Linked DNA regions of Canis lupus: region 2 is linked to region 1. The links are chromatin contacts, called in public Hi-C maps. All regions are on one chromosome and are shown on one strand. The core of a region is the stretch at or near the end of the contact, and the rest is flanking DNA. Distances in the headings are between cores, read along the strand shown.

Region 1 (3,779 bases), core at 741-3,240:
CTTTTTTTTTTGAGCATGCAATTCTTGATCTCAGGATTCTAAGTTCAAACCCCATGTTGGCTGTAGAGATTACTTAAAAATAAAATCTTAAAAAAAAAGTAAATAAAAACTATTGATCTAGATCCTTTAATTAGTATTTTTTTAAAGATTTTATTTAATTATTTATTAGAGACAGAGAGAGAGAGAGAAAGAGAGAGAGAGAGGCAGAGGGAGAAGCAGGCTCTTTGCAGGGAGCCCGACATGGGACTCGATCTTGGGCCTCCAAGATCACGCCCTGGGCTGAAGGCGGCGCTAAACCGCTGAGCCACCCGGGCTGCCCTAATTAGTATTTTTTTAAAAAATGATTTTATTTATTTATTTGAGAGAGAAAGTGAACAAGAGACAACACAAGCCAAGGCGAGAGGCAGGGGGAGAGGGAGAAGCAGACTCGTTGCTGAGCAGGGAGCCTGATTTGGGGCTTGATCCGAGGACCTTGGGATCATGACCTGAGCTGAAGGCAGGCAGATGGTTCGCTGACTGAGCCATCCAGGTGCTTCTAATTACTATTTTTCAAAGAGCGGTTCTTTGTTTGAATTAGCATCTCTGGCAGTAGAATCCAGGAAACTAATGTTTATCAAGTTCCCCAAGGGATTCTGATGAGCACTAAAGTTGGAGAATCATTTTCTTGGATGCTAAAAAGCTCAGAAGGGGAGAGGGAAGGAACATCAGTAGAAGGTGTCAACCCTATCTGGTCATAGCTGACACTTGGAGACACTGTAGTGCACAGGATCACCCTGGTTCTCAGAAAGACCTGAGTTTGAATCATAGTGACTAGTGTGGCCTTACCTTAGGTTATGACTCTACTGAGCCTAGCACACCTAATGGCTCCCTCCTCCTCCTACTCCAAGTCTTTGACAACTGTCACTTTTTCAACTAGGCTTTCCCTGACCACATTATGCATATACAATTGCCTCCCTCCTCCACTCCCCTGTCCCTGTTTTACTTTTCCCAGAATCGTTTATCACCACCTCATTTGCTATTTTCTTTGTCTCTCCCATCACAAGTAAAGCTCCATGAAAACTCTATTGATGTAGCCTTCGGGCCTAAAACAAAGCAGGGCACATAATTGGTATTCAATAACTATGTATTCTATGCATTGAATTACTTTTTCCCTCCAGCTTTACTGATGTATAATTGACAAACTGACTGGATTACTACTAATCTAGGATGCTTTTTAGCTGGCTAAACGCCAGATGAGGGGTGAAGGGATCCTGAACATTTCAGGCAGATTTTTACTGTTGATCAGCATTCCACAACCCCCTTCCCTTTTTTTTTTTTTTTTTAAGATTTTATTTATTTATTTGACAGAGAGAGAGCGCACAAGCAGGGAGAGCAGCAGGCAGAGGGAAAGAGAGAAGCAGGCTCCCCCCTGCGCAGGGAGCCGGGTTGGGGCTTGAATCCAGGACCCCGGGATTATGACCTCAGTCGAAGGCAGACGCTTCACCGACTGAGCCACCCAGGGGCACCCCCCCCCCCCCATTTTTAAAGTAAGCTGTGTCCTACCAGGGGCTTGAACTTATCAAGCCCAAGATCAAGAGTCGCATGCTCTCCCTATTGGGCGAGTCAGGCACCCCTGATCAGCCCCCCTTTCCTTATTGTCCCTTGGGTCAATCTCCCAGAGGAGTTTCTGGTTCCTCAACAGTTAGTCAAAGACAAGTCTGGCTGGTCCTCCTTGGACACTGAGGATAAATACGACAAGCAGGAGCAGCCGAGCCCCAGTTTTGAACGAGTTTCTCCCCTCCTTTCCTCACTACCCACCAGTACGTGATTCGGAAGGGATTTCAATACCAACAGCCGTCTGTTCCACCCAGGTCGATTCCATCAGGCCAAAGGAGGAAAGTTTCCTATCCGAGAAGCCACTGCGGTGCGGGTAGGGGTCGGGGGTCCCGGGGAATTCCCTCTCCGCGCGGGGCGTCCAGTCGCAGCTCCGCGACTATCGCGATAGAAGAGCGAGATCAGCGCTGGCCCTTTAACAGCCCCTTCCCGAGGGCCTGCCCCGCGCGTGCGCATTGCGGTTCTGCGCTTGTCATCATGGCGACGCGGGGCCATGTGCAGGACCCTAACGACAGGCGCCTCCGGCCCATTTACGGTGAGTGTCTGGGGCCAGCCTGTTGTCGGCGGGACGCGTCGAGGGCTGCTGAGGCCGGGGCGAAGGTCCAGGAGGGGTGCTGAGGGGGCAGGCGCGGAACTGGCGGGCGCGGGGGGCGGGCCGCGCGGACCTCTAGGCCGCAGCCACGGGCCTCGCGTAGGTGCCGGCCGGGCCTTCCTGAGCCCTGTGCTGGCAGCGGCGCGGTCCAGGCAGGGTCAGGTCGGCAGAGCTGGCCTGACTTGCAGGCCCTGAGAGACACTCTGGCTGCGTTGTTAGTGCCGCACCAAGGGATTCTCAGGATCTCAGGTGGATCCCGAGCCAGGTGAAAGCTGGCTCCAGCGTGAGGGTGCGACACTACTTGAGGGAAAATTCATCACTAAAGAGTTTTTACTTACGAGAATCGAGCCTAGGGGGTGGTCTGACTAGCTGTGCTCGGTGCACATGGAAAAACGGACCCAAAGAGGGGAAGGGCTGATGTAAGGTCACCCAGATCGAGCCAGGAGCAGGTCGGATTCGAGGCCCCCAATCCAGAGCCGTTTGGTGGGGAAACAGCTGCGCTGGGCGCACGTGGGAGGCGGGGTGGGGGGGTGGGGGGGTGGGGGTCGTGGGCCCAAAATAGCGGTGAAGAGACCGTGTTAGCTCTTGTCAGAGGGGCATGCAGGGCTGCTGCAGGGCTTCTCCTCTCCGCAGCTTCTCTGGTTTTCTCTGCAGCTTCCCATGTGCTTGTAAAATAGATCCTCCTCCATAACGTTTCTCTTCACCCCAGGCTTTAAGACCTTGATGTCATCCTTGATGTTGTGAAAAACAGATTTGAGTCAGGGAGGAACACCTTTTCAATAACTGAGATGTTCTGTAATTGGACTGTGGTAGTTCCTCTCTCTCATGGGTGGTTGGTCTCTCTTAATGGTAAGGAAGGCTTCAAGGTCAGTGGTTTTTGCCAAACTAGACCTCGCGTTTATAGTGTAGATGTTACTGTAAATGGAGGTTTCTCCACATGGCTGAGATCACTCAACTTTTTTGGAGGAGGGGGCAACTTTATTTCTGGTACAGTTGGTCCTGCTTTTATAAATTTGTATGATGCTTTACTCATGTCTCATTTGATTCTAGCAACAACCCTGTGAGGTGGGAAATAAAAGCTAATGTGTATAGACTGATTACTATGTCGCCTCTGCGACTGGCCGTTCACATGGCTTATCTCATTTAATTTTCACACATTCTCATGAGGTGGATAGTTTTTTCCAATTCTGCACCCCCTCCTCCTTTTCCCCCACAGATGAGAAAAATGGGACTTTGTTCATGTTGTCTAATTTACCTGAGGTCACTCAGCTAACATTTGATGGGGTTAGGATCTGAACCCCAGTGTCCGAAGCTTACTGTCTTAACCATTGCTAGAGAATACCTCACTTTGAGCTGAAGACACTGAGTTGCCAAAGGTCACACAGGTGTGTTGAGTGGCAGAGGTAGGACTCTATTTCCATTTCCTCATGGTGTATGTTATCATACCCTCCAGTATATATTTTCAGAAGGCAAGGATGAAATAAGGGTGATTGAGAGTAGGAACTGAATCCAGCCAGGGCTCACAATTTTTGGCGTATTACGTATGACTCTCTGCAACAGCAGCTGCCTGCAGATTTTTTTTAAGTTTTATTCA
Region 2 (3,779 bases), core at 601-3,100, 250 kb before region 1:
CAACTGCTTGAGCCATCCAGGTGTCCCCAAACAGATTATTTTTACTGCCCCCAAATCCTCCATGCTCTGCCTAGTCATCCCTCTCTCCACACCCCAAAGCCCTAGCAACCACTGATTTTTTTCTGCCTTTTCCAGAATGTCCTATAGTTGGAATCACACAGTATGTAGCTTTTTAAAAATGATTTATTTATTTATTTTATAGAGAGGGGGAAGGGCAGAGAGAGTCCTAAGCAGACTCTACAGATGAGCGCAGAGCCCAATGGGGCTCCATCTCACAACAGAGCCCCATGCAGGCTCCATCTCATGATCTGAGATCAGGGCCTGAGCTGAAACCAAGTCAATTGCTTAACTGAGGATGCCACACAAGCGCCCCACATGTAGCCTTTTCAAATTGGCTTCTTTCACTTAGTAATACACCTTTAAGTTTCCTCCATGTCTTTTCATGACTTGATAGTCATTCCTGTTTTTAGCTCTGAATAATATTTCATTGACTGGATGGACCTCAGTTTATCCATTCACCCACTCAAGGGCATCCTGGTTACTTCCAAGTTTTGAAAATTATTAATAAAGCTGCTATTAACGTCTGTGTGCATGGGTTTGTGTGTGTGTGTACATACATTTTCAAGTCCTTTTATATCAATGAGTGCTTTTTTAAAAATTCTAAGTGCAGGGCAGCCCTGGTGGCTTAGCGGTTTAGGGCTGCCTTCAGCCCAGGGTGTGATCCTGGAGTCCCAGGATCGAGTCCCACGTCGGGCTCCCTGCATGGAGCCTGCTTCTCCCTCTGCCTGTGTCTCTGCCCCCCCCCCCCCGTGTATTCTCATGAATAAACAAATAAAATCTTTTAAAAAATAAAATAAAATTGTAAGTGCAGTACAAAGACAGCAATCTTCACCGCAACCATTACAGACCAGTCCCACTCTGCATGGCAATTCACATTAACAATTTGGAATGTGTTCTCCCACACATTTTTCTCTACACACGTTTCTTTCCTCTATTGTTTTAATAAAATGGGATGGCGGGCGTATTTTTAAGATGCATGTCAATCAGTGTTGAATACTGATGAAAGAAAACAATAGTTAAAAAAAAAAAAAAGAAAACAATAGTTCAACTCCCACTAGGTCGCACTTATTAAGTGCCAGATGCTGGGCACCAAGCATTGTGACCGGTGCTTTATTTTCATCAGGTTTTGAGTGCTTATGGAGTACCAGACACTTTAGTAAAATAAGCAGCACCTACTGTGAGGCTCTACCGAGCGCTTATGAACAAGTGTTCACTGTGCCCAATTTTTGCATATACCTCATTTAAATATGAAAGCAGGAAATGAACCTCTAAGTTCTGTCGAGGATGGGGCGTTCTGGCCCCTGCGAAGGATGCACACCCGAGGAGGGAGAGGAGGGGAGGCGGCGGCTTCTTCTGCTGGCGCACGGCAGATCCCGGGCGCCCCTGGGTGGCTAGAGGTAGAACGAGGGGGAAGGTCAGTCTGAGGACAAGACCCATCGAAAGGCGAGGCATAGAGGTCCTGCAGATTTGGGAGGCCCGGGCCGCCTGGGGGCGGGGCCAAGCGGGGGGCGGAGCCTGTATTGTCCGCTCCGCGGGGCATGCCGGGAGCCCCGCCCCCAACATGGCGTCTTACTGACAGTTGGCTGCCGAGCGGCAGAGGCGGGTCCTGCTCCTCAGGGCGGCGGCGGTGGCGGCGGGGCCGGGGTCTCCCGGGCCGGGGGTGGGGGGATGGCGGCTCGGACCGCCTAGGGCGGAGCTGCACGGGCGACGCGGCGAGCGGGGCGCTGCAGGCGGGCGCGGCTGCTGCTGCTATGGACTGGTGATCTCGGCGGCTGCTGCTCGCGTTTCCCCCGGGCCGGGCGGCTGCCCCTCACCGTCCAGCCCTCAGCCAGGGCCATGGGCTCGTCGGCGGCCGCGGCAGCTGCGGCGGCGGCGGCCGCGGACTCGGCGCAGTGGCTCTCGGTGAAGGAGGAGACCATCTTCCTGCACGACGGGCTGATCCGGGTCACCGACCTAGCCGAGCTGCCGAGCGAGATCCTCGGGGCCCCGGAGGCCGCCGACACCGACTTGGAGGTGAGCGAGGCTGCTCCCCGGCCTCTGCCAGCCCATTAGCCCGCCCGCCCCGCACCCCAGGGCTCGGGCCATCGCACCTCTGCCTCACCCCCACCCCGAGGCTCCCCAGAGTGTGCCCCGGCAGGTGTGTGGGCGCAGGGCGGACAGGTGGGGGGCCGCGGCCGCAGATCCGCAGCCCGCCCGCCTCCCTGCCTCCTCAGGGCCTCAAGCTCGCGGGGGATTGCATTTGTGGTTTCATTCTGAGCGTTCTGACACCCAGCATTTTATTAGACTGTCACTCGGCACGGCCTTCACGCCCTGGAGGAGCCACCGTCGTCTCCCCGGCTCTCTCCCCTCCCCCACGAGCCCTCTGGACTCACTTGCAGGGCACACCCAGGTTGCTTAGCTTTGGGGACGTTTTAATTTTAACGTTGTATACCTCTCCCTTTCTCATTGCCAGTCCTATGTTGATCTCCACCTCGCCGGTACCCCCACCCCCGGAGGGTATTGGCAGCTGTCGGTCCGTGATGGACAAACCGGTAACTTCTCTGTGTCGTGCCTCGGACCGACACGGGGCCTTTGTCAGGGAAGCGAGCGGTGTGGACAGCGAGGGTGATGCTACAGGGGCCCTCCGTGCGCTCTCCGCAAGGGGTCACGGGCGCTTTAGGCCTCAAGGCCTTTTTCGTGAGCTCGGGAGTCGCCGGGAAGCCGTGAGCCGTGGCAGGTGCAAAAGCAAATCTCCGCATTTTTGCTGCTGCTGGGTTTGGAGCAGAAGGAAACCAAATATCTCGGTTGTTGAGAACTTTCCACTGACTTCACTTGGTTTCATGTTTGCCCAGAGGTGGGAATACTGGCAGTATCCTTTCATCCAGGCCAGCCGATGCTGACGCTGCACCCCCTCCACTTTGGGGTGATATTTTGATGTGTAGGTAGCATGGGGTGTCATTCCTACTGTCGCAAGGAAGACTCTCTAGGGTAGGGCGCAGAGAGGATGGCCTATCTTCTGGCTAAAAACGGAATGCGAAAATCTTTTGTGTTTTGCGGTTTTGCATGCACTTTGGCTTTCAGCACAAGGAACGTTTATAGAAATGGATTAAAATACATTACAGTGTGTTTCTGGAAACGGTAGTGATCAGATCGCGTTCGCCAAGGCGTTTGGGCGTGCTTGAGATGCGAATGCGTTCCACTGTGTTTTGTGTCTGGGTTTGAGGTTGAGGTTGCAGTATTCCCATTGTGAACTCTTAATTGACTTATTTTTCAGTTTGGCCACCGAAAAGGGAAGAAGTTGATAGGGAATTCCTAACATGGGATTATGGTTTTATTATGCCTCATTTGGGCCTATTCTAGAAAAAGCAAGTGTTTTATTGGCTTGAAAAGTCAACGGGTATTATGCTATGATGGTGGAATCTTTTTATTTAATTGACTTTGTTGTATGTGAAATGTGGAAAGTGGATGCTCTTTTGTTCCTTAAACACTAAGTTTAGAGATCCCAAAATTTGATATGTATATAACATGTTTATTTTTAGGATTAAAAAGGTAGGAATAGTTCAAAATAACTGAGCTGTTAAGTTGGCTTTCCCAAGATGTTTACTGCAAAAATGTATTATTTGTCAGCTCTTTCCACAGAAGAATGATCTCAAAGAAAACCTCCCTGGTTTGGTAGATTTTTAAAAACTCAAAGAAAATGTATGTTCTGACCTTCCATGACTGTCAGTGGTGAAGAACTT

The links. A called contact is a pair of places that touch in the nucleus more often than the background predicts.
Region 2: a contact with region 1 is called in a Hi-C map of blood, with 3 times the contacts expected there. The contact joins the promoter of HECTD4 here to the promoter of NAA25 in region 1. A contact is called at or near these places in 4 of 9 Hi-C or Micro-C datasets (amygdala and blood).

The regions. Positions count from the first base shown.
Region 1 is chr26:10,023,240-10,027,018 of UU_Cfam_GSD_1.0, reverse strand. NAA25 (N-alpha-acetyltransferase 25, NatB auxiliary subunit) reads left to right here and starts at 1,990. Exons shown (of 24, transcript XM_038575133.1): 1 at 1,990-2,128. The coding sequence starts at 2,071.
Region 2 is chr26:10,277,187-10,280,965 of UU_Cfam_GSD_1.0, reverse strand. It overlaps HECTD4 (probable E3 ubiquitin-protein ligase HECTD4), which reads left to right and starts at 1,850. Exons shown (of 77, transcript XM_038575137.1): 1 at 1,850-2,073. The coding sequence starts at 1,897.